2 separate regions of the Rattus norvegicus genome follow, and region 1 is linked to region 2. Evidence: chromatin contacts called from public Hi-C data. All regions are on one chromosome and are shown on one strand. The core of a region is the stretch at or near the end of the contact, and the rest is flanking DNA. Distances in the headings are between cores, read along the strand shown.

The links. A called contact is a pair of places that touch in the nucleus more often than the background predicts.
Region 1: a Hi-C map of the A7r5 cell line shows a contact between it and region 2, with 4 times the contacts expected there. The contact joins the enhancer-like site here to the promoter of Irf2bp2 in region 2. A contact is called at or near these places in 11 of 12 Hi-C or Micro-C datasets (the A7r5 cell line, the Rat2 cell line, Schwann cells and 7 more) and 1 of 1 datasets of contacts at active chromatin or transcription factors (oligodendrocytes).

Annotation. Positions count from the first base shown.
Region 1 is chr19:71,804,542-71,810,016 of GRCr8, forward strand. No RefSeq gene overlaps it. Among named protein-coding and RNA genes, the nearest start is that of Tomm20, 25 kb to the right of the region's middle. Within about 2 kb of position 1,935, at least 20 of the 93 cell types and tissues checked have an H3K27ac peak or open chromatin away from gene starts, as enhancers often do. A contact at or near this core is called in the A7r5 cell line, where this site is marked.
Region 2 is chr19:71,457,975-71,463,809 of GRCr8, forward strand. It overlaps Irf2bp2 (interferon regulatory factor 2 binding protein 2), which reads right to left and starts at 4,394. Exons shown (of 2, transcript NM_001400996.1): 1 at 2,848-4,394; 2 at 1-2,277. The coding sequence starts at 3,847. The coding sequence ends at 1,562.

The sequences.
Region 1 (5,475 bases), core at 685-3,184, 340 kb after region 2:
TTAGGGAGTTTGTGGGAGAGCAGGCTCAGCCTTCCCTACGAGATCTCGCTGCAGGTTGCCCTCAGTGACACCTACTCTGTTTCTGAGTCTCATGGAACAGATGACAGCTTGGTGCATCAAACCTCTTTCCTGTTAGGGGGTGCCTTGGAGAGTCCCTTAGCCCACTCTAGAGCACAGAGTCTAACCCATATCAGAAAATACCTGGGTTCAGTGCACAGATGAAGGTGTACCTCCCACCAGAGCAGCTCTCCAACGGCTTTCTGGCCACGGCCTATGACATGACTCTTAGAGTTACATTTTTACTGGCAACAACTGTGACTTCTGACCTTCTAAAATTGGGAGCAGAAAAAATGAACAGGAGCAGTAATGGGGGCAGGAAGCACTCCACTAAGACATTCTGTACCATCCATCCACAACTTCTGTTTGGTGGTGGTGGTGGTGGTGGTGGTGGTGGTGGTGGTATGCGTATGGGGGGAGGAGTGTGTTTTCAAATGGCAGGAAATATTTTCCAGATACACTGTGCTGGCATTGCCAAGCACATGTTAATGCCAGGGTTACAAAAACCAGCTGTGGAGAGGTTTCAGGGAAAGATTTGTCCTATCTAGAAGACTCCCACTTTCTTTACTGTGTACCTGAGGGAGGATATGTGTGTGGCCTATTGCAATAGTTATGTGCAAGGTACTTGAGTGGCAGGTCCTTATGATCCCTCAGTGCCCGAATCCTCACACTCAACTAAATGTGACGGTACATGCCTGTAATCCCAGCACTTGGGAGGTGAAGGCAGAAGGATCAAGAGTTCAAGACCATTCCCATCTACAGAACAAGTTCACAGTCAGCCTAGGATACATGAAATCCTTTCTCAAAGGCTCAAAAGTTCCTCCCCATACCAAAAGAATCTCTCTCACAGACACATTCCAGAAACTGTTACAAGACTCATGCTACAGATGCCAGGAAGGCTCAAAAGGGCAAGGAAAGGTTGGGCTGCAGTAGTAAGAACACATGGTGGCCCCCGTGGGTCAGTTCCAACCTCCCCTCTCCCCTTTTCTCTGCATGTGAGTGTGTGGAAGTGAGTTCATATGTGTGTGTACGTGTCTGTGTGCATGTTGTGTGTGTGAGTTCATCTATGTGTGCTTGTGTGTGAATGCATGTGCATGTGTGTGTTCAAGTGTATGTGTGTGCATACAGGTGTGTTAGTTCATCTGTGTGCATATGCTTGTGGGCAAGTATGTGTGTGCGTGTGTGTGAGTTCATCTGTGTGTGTGAGTTCATCTGTGTGTGTGAGTTCATCTGTGTGAGTATGTGGGTGGAAGCCAGATGCTGACTTCAGGGTCCTTCTCTGTTGCTTCTCTCTTTTTAGATAGAGTTTCTCACTGAACCTAGACATCACTGTTTTAGCTAAACCAGCTGTCCAGAAAGCTCTAAAGCTCTTCCTGTTTCCATGCCCTAGCCCCAGCTCTGGGGTCACAGGCATGTGACCCACCAAGTCCAGCTATTTATATGGGTGTGGAAGGTCCAAACTCAGGTCCTCAAGATAGCATAGCAAACACTTTGCCCGCTGAGCCATCTCCCCAGTCCCAAGAAGGATGTTCTGTGTGTGGAACCATGACTCCCCAGTACTCCTGCTCCTCAGCTCCAAGACTTCCACTAGGTTTCTCACTCTCATTCAGTGATCAGCTCCAGCTCCAGCCTGGGGAATCTTGTCTCATCCTGTTCCTCCCATGATGCGGGGCATCCTATGCCACACTGATGCTGCGCTGCTCTGCATGCAGTGAGATTCTTCCCTCCTTCCCTCAGCTTCAGCCTAATGAAGACAACTGGGTGACTAATTGGTTAATCCTGGGAAGGCTCTCTGAAGATGAAACACGGGTGTTACTCACTGGATGAAGGCATGAACTTGTCCTAGGCCGGGTCTGAGTCAGCAGAGAGTGGCCTCCTACCTCCATACAGGCTGGTCCAGCCAGCCTAGGTCCAGCTCAAGGTCAAGGCTGTCCTATAGGAGGGCATGACAGTGCAAACCAAGGGAGACAGTGAGGTCTTGGTGGCCTGTGTGGGGTGGGCGGTTCTGAGCCTGAGAACTGGGCCCTGTTGAGGATCACCTGGCACAAGGTCCTCAGCTCATGCTTCCAAGACAGCACACGCAGCAAACCTTGGTCAGGACAGTATTTCCTGGTCATTGTTTGGAGAAATGTTTTTCCCACAGCAAATTCCTCACAAACCACAGCCCATCTCCTTCCAATCTCCTTAGCTGTGCTATCAGCCTAAGTCTTGGGAGAAAGATGTGGGCGACTTGTGGCTTCCCTTGGCCTTCCCACAAGCATCTCTCTTACGAGGGTAGAGGTGATGGCTGAGACAGGTTCTCACTATTAAAACCAGGCTGGCCCGTCAACTCTCTGTGTAGCCCAAGCTACAATTCAGCCTTCGGTCATGCCTGGCTATCCCATCTGCCTATGGGAGAAAGAAACTAGCCACATGTGATGGTAGATGTCTAACATCCCAGTATTCAGGAGGTCGAGGAAGGGAGATCAGGAGTTCAGTGATAGATGAAACCCTGTCTCAGAAAAGAAACAAGAGGAAGGAAGGAAGGAAGGAAGGGAAGAAGGAAGGAAGGAAAGAAAGAAGAAAGGAAGGAAGAAAGAAGGAGAGAGGGAGGGAGGGAAGGATGGGGGAGGGATGGATGGATGGAGGGAGGGAGGCAGGCAGGCAGGCAGGCAGGCAGGCAGGCTGACTGGTAAGCCAGTTTAAAACCAGAGGTCACAGCAGAGAATGGAAGGGAAGAAAGAGCCCTTGTGAAGATGCCCTGCACTTACCCTTGATCCTTCCAGCAGGGTTTTGACACCACAGCTGGGAGACAAGAACCTTTAAGACAGCCTTTAAGATGCAACCTGGGGTCAGATTCCCCAGTAATGGAGCAGCAGGACCCACCCCTGCCCTCCTGCACACTCCTGTAGTGACCCCCACACAATCCCCCCACCCTTGCCTCTGCCCTCTCCCTCTGCTATTTCCTTCGTCCAGAAAACAACCTTCCCAGCCAGAAGGATTCCAGGCACTTCTGCTTTTGCTCTGAAGCCGCCAACTCTTATAACATTTTCTATTCCTCGTCCTGGAGACTCTGAAACACACAGAGGACAAGGCTTTCAAGACAAATAGCAGAAGGCGACACCTTTCGTCCCAGTGCTTGGGAGGCAGAGGCAGGCAGATATCTGCGAGTTCAAGGTCAGCCTGGTCTACAGAGTTAGAACATGTCTCAAAATAAAATTAGATGAAAATTAAAACACAAAAATCTGAGATAAAACCAGGAGGGATTGCTGGGAGCTTGGGCCGGGAAAGGGGAGAGAGGTGGGTGAGTGCCTGGAGGCTTGGATCTGACTAAGGGGCAGAGCACAGCAGTAGACTGAGCTGAGAAGCTTGGGTGGCTGGGGTAGAAGAGGTTAGGAGAGAGCTGCTAGGATCTGCGAGACAAGAGCCTCTTTTCTCAATTCTCACAGTGCCATCAAGTGGCTCAATGGGTCAGTGCAGGATGTCTGTGGCAGCCTGAGCTACCTAGAGAGAGAAAAGGATTGGGGATCTACTTTACCTAGGGACTCAGAAGCACCCCTCAGAACTGAGGACCAGCCTAGAGCTTTGAGCTGTTCGGTAAATGCCAATCCTTAGCAATATTATCAGAGATGTGTGGAAAGCCTCTCCAGGCATGTGTGCAGTGTCTAATCGATTCCATGAATTCGGGCAAGCAAACTCACTGATCACCTGCTGGGCACATCACCACACACAGAGACATCTCTGGAAGAATCATACAAGAGCCACTGTCTATCTCAGCTGAGCATGGGACACACCCTATGACCCAAGTGCAAAGAGGGACCTTTTTGTTTATTTTTATGAGTACTTTTGAGTATTCTGTCTGCATGTAAATCTGTCCACCATGACCGTGCCCGTTGTTTATGATGACTGGGAGACAGCATCAGATCCCCTGAAACTGGAGTTAACAGACAATTGTGAGCTGTCATACAGATATTGGAAATGGATCCAGATCCTCTGGAAGAGCAGCCAGCCCTTCCAAGTGCTGAGCCATCTCCCTGGTCCCATAGGCAGGAAGATGTCGGTCACAAGTTCAAGGCCAGCCTGAGCCATGGAACAAACTCTATCTCATAGGGAAAGGGACAGAATGGGAAGATAGCTCAGTGGGTGAATTCCTTGCTTCACAAGCATGAGGACTTGAGTTCAGGTCCCAGGACCCATCTTAAGGGAGTGGGGGCTAGGGAGCATGGCATGATGTTATATGAACTGCAATCCCAGTGCTGAGAAGGCAGAGGACAAGAGGGGCTCCCGGGGTAGCTGAACAGTGAGCTCCAGGTTTGGTGACATTCTAGAAAAATAAGATGAAGGACAGAAGACACCCAACGTGGATCTCTGGCCTTCGTATACACAAGTACACACATGCATGCACAAGTACACCTGCATGCACACAATACACACACACACACACACACACACACCACACAAAGGGAAACTTAGAACTCAGCAATTCTATGTTTAGGCAACTGGGACAGAAAAGAGGAAGGAGGGGATGCCTACAGGTTCAAGCCCTGACACTCTTGTCATCTCTGAGGAGGTGGCCTTGCCTGAAGAAAAAGGAAACAAGTCAAGATCCAGGCGATCCAAAGTCAACTCTAAGACCTAAATATGTGACCAACTTGGGTAGGACTTCAAGCCTCACTCCCTACGGTGGCCGGCTTTGATTGTCAACTTGACACAACCTAGAAACATCTGAAAAGAGTCTCACTGAGGATTGTGTGTGTTGGGTTGGCCAGTTTGTGGGAGAATGTCTTAAGTAATTTGATGCAGAAAGACTTAGCCCACTGTGGGCGGCACCATTCCTAGGCAGAGGGTCCCAAACTGTATACTAATGGAGAAACCCAGCAGAGTACAAACAAGAAAGCAAGAATATATACACTTATTTCTCTCTTTTCTTGACTGTGGATGATATATGACTATCTGTTTGAAGTTCTGGCCTTGATTTATTATCAATGATGGGCTGTTTCTTGGGATCTGAAAACTAAATAAACCCGTTCTCCTCACTGCAACAGAAATGGCACCAGGATACTTCCTTTCCCCACACACCTCTGTTCACCTCACATGTTTGGGGTTTTGTTTTTTGTTTTTGTTTTTTTTTTTTTTTTTGGTTTTTTTTTTTTTTTTTTGGTTCTTTTTTTCGGAGCTGGGGACTGAACCCAGGGCCTTGCGCTTCCTAGGCAAGCACTCTACCACTGAGCTAAATCCCCAACCCCGGGTTTTTTTTTTTTTTTAACAATGGGTAGCATAACCGCATTTGGAGTGGGTTCCTACTATCCCATGCTTTAGGCACACTCCTGCCATGCCTGCAGAGCCATGGTCATCAAGTCATGTAATGAAGATCTTGGTCACTGTTGGCTGGACAGGGAATGCTTACATGTCCTGTAGAAAGAAGGCCATTCAAACCTC
Region 2 (5,835 bases), core at 3,144-5,643:
GTCATGATTGAGCCTACAAGGCCAAGTTGCAAACACCTGCACACATCAGGGTTTGGGGGGTTAGTGTTCCTGCTGACATTAAATCAAAACTGCACGGAAGGAGGGAAAGAAAAAAAAAAACCCACAAAAACCAGCATTACTTAAGGGCACCACTACTGATAGCTAAGGATCTGTTGTTGTTTACATTAAAAAAACATCACTTCACTAAGGCAAAACAGTGACCAAATGAAACTAGTTTACACGAGGCTTCTAAAAATAGTTAAGAGGTGGGGCTTGCTTATGTAAAAACCCTTCATGTATGTAGCTCTTACTGGGTTCTCTCTCCTCTCTCTCTCTCTCTTTTCCAAGACAGTTATTCTCTTAGCTATTTCAGACACACCTAAGGGAAAACTGCAGGCTTCCTCTACCCACTCTGGGCCCCACCACTGACATGCCCACACGGGTCCTTCCCCGCGGCAGCACCCAGGGCTGTAACTGTCAACGTATACACAGCAGTTAAGTATGCACTCGTCACAACGAGGACAACACGCAGGCAAGAACTAGACAGAAGAAAACACGCAACAGACAGGAGTCCGATCCCACGGGTCCGCCCGGCCTGCGATAGTTAAGGAGCCCCAGAATTTTTCAGGAAGGCCAATGGCGGCACTGCAGAGCCGGGCTGTGCTGGAGGAAGCGGCATTGCCGAGCGATTTCCACATCACCCTCACAACTACTTCTACAGCTGGAACTACCCGTGGGGGCAACCAAGGAGGAGCACACCGCACTGAAAGCTTACAACCGGTCACGTGGGCAGAGCCAACAGCCACCGGCTGGCTTGCCTTTGATTAAAAAACCAAACCCCAAACACACAATGTTGCAAACCTTCCAGCAGCACCTCTGACCACCAATATTGCAAGAGCTGAACCGTTGACAAGACTCAAACCCCATTTCTCCCTCCCTCTGAGAGGGCCCTGCTGGGTGGGTGACATTTCCCGGGGGCCATGCCCTTCTGACAGGTGTCCTCTTCCTCTCACTTCCTTTCTCCTCCACCGACTGGCCTCCAGCCTGAGAGAGGCCAGCGCCGAGGAGAAATGACAGACGGTAAGGCAGTCTTACAATGTCAGAAAAAAATGTATTTGGCTTTTTTTCTTTTTTTTAAAATAAGTGCATACAGATACGGCTAGAAGCATTTGTTTGCCAAGTGCTCTTAACAAAAAAAAAAAAAACAAAAACAAAAAACCAAAAACAGAAAAATAACAAAACAAAAAAATAAAAGCAGCCAAGTAGCAGCCTCCACAAAACAGCAACTGTCACCCGAAGAGTCAAGCACAGACAGCCTAACAACGTTAACAAAAGAAGAAAATGCCTTAAAGTACATACCTTTTGTCGTCAAAAAAAAAAAATATAGAAACACAATGTATTCAAAAAAATCAAAATTATACAGCCATGTTTATGAAGTCTACATTTCCCTTGTCTTGGATATATATATTTATATATATATATTTATGTATGTATGGAGATCTATATACAGTTCAACAAGTTTGAGTTAAAGGTAAGCGTGGGCTTTTCTGAGCACGGAAAGTCACGAGTCTCTCTCCTTCTTCACTTTCACATCTCCGGCGAGGATAGTAGCAATCTCTCCTTGCATGAAGGCCCAGGGAACGTTGGAGCCCACCAGAGGACACTTCTCCCCGCTTGGACAATAGACCTCTCCGCTAGCGCCCTGCTGTTTAATGCTTTGTCTGGAGCAAGGGAAACAGAACTTGTGCGAAGGTACGGATGGGCACTGCACAAAGTGGGTATCCTCCAGCCGCTCGTGGCAGAGGGTGCAGCACAGGGGGGCGCTGGCTGCGAGAGAGGAGTCTGGGAGGCTGGCGGGGTGCACCGGCTCCAGTCCTCCAGTGCTGCCGGTGGCCTGGCCCCCCACCTCTCTGGGGCCAAGCCTTCTTTGGTTCATTGAGGAGGGAGAGGGCGGGCTGCTGCTGTTCCTCCGGGTGGTGGAGTGAACCTGGGTGGTATCTTTCGAGGCGTGACTGCCCCCGGCATTGTCTGCTACTAAAATCAGGGCTGCCATTGGGGACTGGCCGTTCTGGGCCGCTTCAGGTGGTGTGGTCCGGTTGGAATGAGGAGAGGCAGTAGGGGGTGGTGGAGACACAAAAGAGGATGTAGGGGTGATGGGGATCTTGAGCCCTTCTGTGGAAGTGGACAGCCAAGGCTGTGCCTCTCCATTGATCTTAGGGGGCCCAACTTCCCCTTCCGGTTCTGGAGAAGGCTTCCTTTTCCTTGCTGTCCTTGCAACTGGAAAGAGGCAGGTATGGAAGAAAAGGAAAATTAATGGGACATGTACCCCCCCCACCCCAAAAGAGACACACACCTCTCATTTCCAAAAACACACCTAGTACACAAGTTCTGCAGGCAGCTTCAAACGTTTCCCCTAGTAAGGGGCTCTGAGCCTGCACACCATTTCCAAGGTAAGCCAAGTCATAGGAGTTTGCCTGAAAGGCTCCAACCTCAAACTAGCTCATGTGACTGCATTTAACAGACAGGTTAAAGGGTGACTGCTGCCCTCACGCTTCCATCCAAGAATGTGCTGGGAAAGGAAAACCCCGTGTCGCTGCCTATCAACCAGTTCTGACTCATCCCTGTTGTGCTGGTTCAGCAGAGGAACCACGTTGCCACTAAGCTCTGGTTCAGCCTCAGGCCGACCAGGAAGTTGGCTGTTTGTTGTTTCTGGACTAAGGCAAAACCTTAGTGCATGGAAGAATGGATTCCCCCCCACCACACACACACAGGTGGGCGGGAGCGCAAGCGCTGCTTCTAACTCCACGCCCTCCACCCCTTCTCCCCTTGTCCCTCAGCCGCCCCTACCTGCTTTAGACCCGTTGGCCCCGTTGGCCTCGAAACCCAACAACCTGCCTGCTGCAGTCAGGGCTGGCTCTTTCTTGAACTTGCTCTCGAAGGGCCCCGAGTGGCCGTGCTGGTGGTGCAGCGCCAGGAGCGTGTCCCGCACCGTCTTAGGCCTGCTGGCCCAGTCCTGCTCCCCGGGCGCGCGGCCTTTGCCTGCACTCTCGGCGCTCAGCTCGCTCGCCCCAGTCGTGCCGGATAAGCTGTCGGCCGGGCTCCGGTGCGCGGGCTGCGCTTTCTCCTTGCTCTGCTCGCGCGCCTCGTGCTCAGCCGCCGCGCTCGACACAGACGCCGGGCGTTTGTGGGTGCCCAACTCCGCAGGCTGAGCTCCCAGGCCCGGTGTTCCACTCACCGCGGCCAGTGTGGCCGCAGCACGGCCGCTCAGCCCCAGAGCGGCGGAGCCATTCACCAGAGGCACCAGGGTGGGCGGAACGGCGTGTGCACGCCGAGGGTTCGGGCTCTGGCGATTCAGCTCGGGCGGCTCCTCCAGCTTGGAGAAGCCGTTGGGCACCAGGATGCCGTTCGCCGGCGAGGGCTGCGACGCGGCAGACTGTGGGAGGCCTGCACCCGCACGCGTGCTGAACTCCGAGGCCAGGCGCGGGGCACGATCCGGCGCCAGCGGGTAGCGCTCCATGGCCTGAGCGCGCGCGGCCTCTGCGCCCGCGTGGCCCAGCTGCGGCGGCGGCTGCAGCAGGAGGTCCTTGGCCGACAGTGGCGGTGGCTTAGCGGATGCGGGCTGTGCGCCGGTCGGGGAGCGACCCTCCTGGAAGCAGCCGTGAGCACGCTTCAGCTGGCGCGCCGTCTCGATGACGAACTCCACGCGGTCGGCGCCCTCGTAGTTGACGCAGCCGCGGCACACGGGCTCCGTGAAGTCCCAGATCATGGCCCAAGGCATGCGGGGCAGGTCACACAGATAGCACGACTGGCGCCGAGAGGCGGCCGCCACCGCTACAGCCGCGGCCATGTCCGCACAGCCCGCCGCGCCGCAGGAGGAGCCGGGTGAGGGGACGCCGCCGCCCCCCGCGGACCCCGCGCGCGCGCGCCGGCCAGCCCAAGCCCGCGTCTGCGCGACTAGCGGCGGCGGCGGCCGCAGGCGAGGAGGCGGCGGCGGCAGAGCCCGAGCCGGCGCGGCGCCCGCGCGGCGCCCCCGGGGCACGAGGGGCGGCGGGCGCGCGGCGGGGCGCGGCTGCAGGTCCCCACGGGCGGCGGGGCGGCGCGGCGCGCGCGGGGGCGGCGGCTCGGCCGGGGCCGCGGGCTCGGGCCTCCAGACCGGGGCAAAGACGGGCCGCGAGCGCAGCAGGTCGCGGTGGCGCCGGGGGCGCAGAGCCACGCGAGGGACGGGGGACGCGGAGCAGCCGCCGGGGCAGCTCAGCCGGAGCGGCGGGGCATGCCGCGCGCAGCAGCGTGCAGCTCGGTCCCAGGCCCCGGCGCAGCCGCTGCACAGCACCCACTGCGCCTCAGCTCCTGCGCCGCCGCTGTTGCTGCTACCGCTGCGGCCGCTCCACTTCTACAGACTTGATTCTTCGACAGCTCCACACGGCGCCTGCGCGGCCCCCTCCCTCCCTGGCGCGCGCGGCCCCGTGCGCCCGCCCTCCCTCCGCGCACTCGCGCGCGCCGTCCTGGATTCTTCCGTTTCTCGATCGCGTGCGCGCGGGGACTGAGGCGCAGACGAGTTCACGGGGCCCTAGCGCCGCAGGTGTACTGCTTGCGTCCCCACGAGCCCCGAGTCACCCGCCTACCCTTCCAGGATGTTCCACCCCACGGCCGTGTTCTTTTGGCTAAATCGTGCAAACTGTTTTACTTTACATGCATTGTCACTTGGTTACTGGCAGCCTCCAGAGCATGAGGTTTGGAGCGAGGAGCACTTTGGACTTTTCTTGAGAGAGCCTCACTTGGCTTCAGGTGGGCACACACACTCAGTCGGCACTCTTTGCCCTGTTTTGGTCGAGGAAACAACAACACAAGGCCGCTGCCCCTTTAAGTTTTACAAACTCAGGACCGCCTGGTGTGCCCAGACAGGCCCGGCCTCCTTTGCGCGTGCACTGAAAAGAGGACGCACAGCTCCTAGGCTCATCAGGCGCCGCCGCCCAGCGTCTTATGTAGGTCTGTGCAGCGGGCGCGTGACGTGGGCAAGGGACGCCGCCACTGCGCAGGCTCCACATAAGACGTGCCCAGCGCCGCGGGCCCTGGGGCCGCGCCGAGCTAGTGCACATTCCAGGGATCTGGGCTCTGCAGAGCGCCGCGTCACGGCTCTGGTCCCGCCCCCGATCTCTGGCTAGTAGGCCCTGCCCCACCACCTTCACCGGGCCGAACTTGGAGTGGCCAACTCAGGGCGCAGGCTACTCCCTTTGCGCCTAGGGCGTACGTTGGCGGGTGGACCTGGCTGTCTGTTGTACCATCCGGCTTAGCCCAGTGGGCACAGACGCGCCTGGCCGCCTGGCTTCGTTGCTCCTTTCCAGGGTGGGCAGTGCGGGCTGCCCAGAGTGGACAGAACACCGAGCTGTAAATTTTGGTAGGGAGCAGGGACTGTTGTGTGCTGTCTGTGGTCAGCCTCTCATTTGAGACGTACAGACTCAGTTGGCTCTGAGAGCCGCCTTTGTGGTGAACAACGCAGGTCCACCTCTCTCCCAAAGACTGGTTAAGTGTGGGTAATAAGTACATTAGCTTTCCTACAACTGGATTGGAAGGTGGAAAGGGAGGGAGAAAAATGTGCTGACGTTTTTCTCTGGTTGCTGCTATTGAAAATGCCAGGTTGCTTCAAAGAATAGCCACAAGAGGAAACACGCCCCATAGAGAAGCAGCCCAGGGAGCTGTTTAGAGCACAAGAATAAACCTGTTGGAGGTGGCACAGAAAGCTTAACGCCAGATGCCAAGGGCGTCCACAAACTAACCTTGAACGTCTCTCTCGGGGCTTTCCAGAGAAGGTCCCTCTGTGTCAAGGGCCTCCCCATC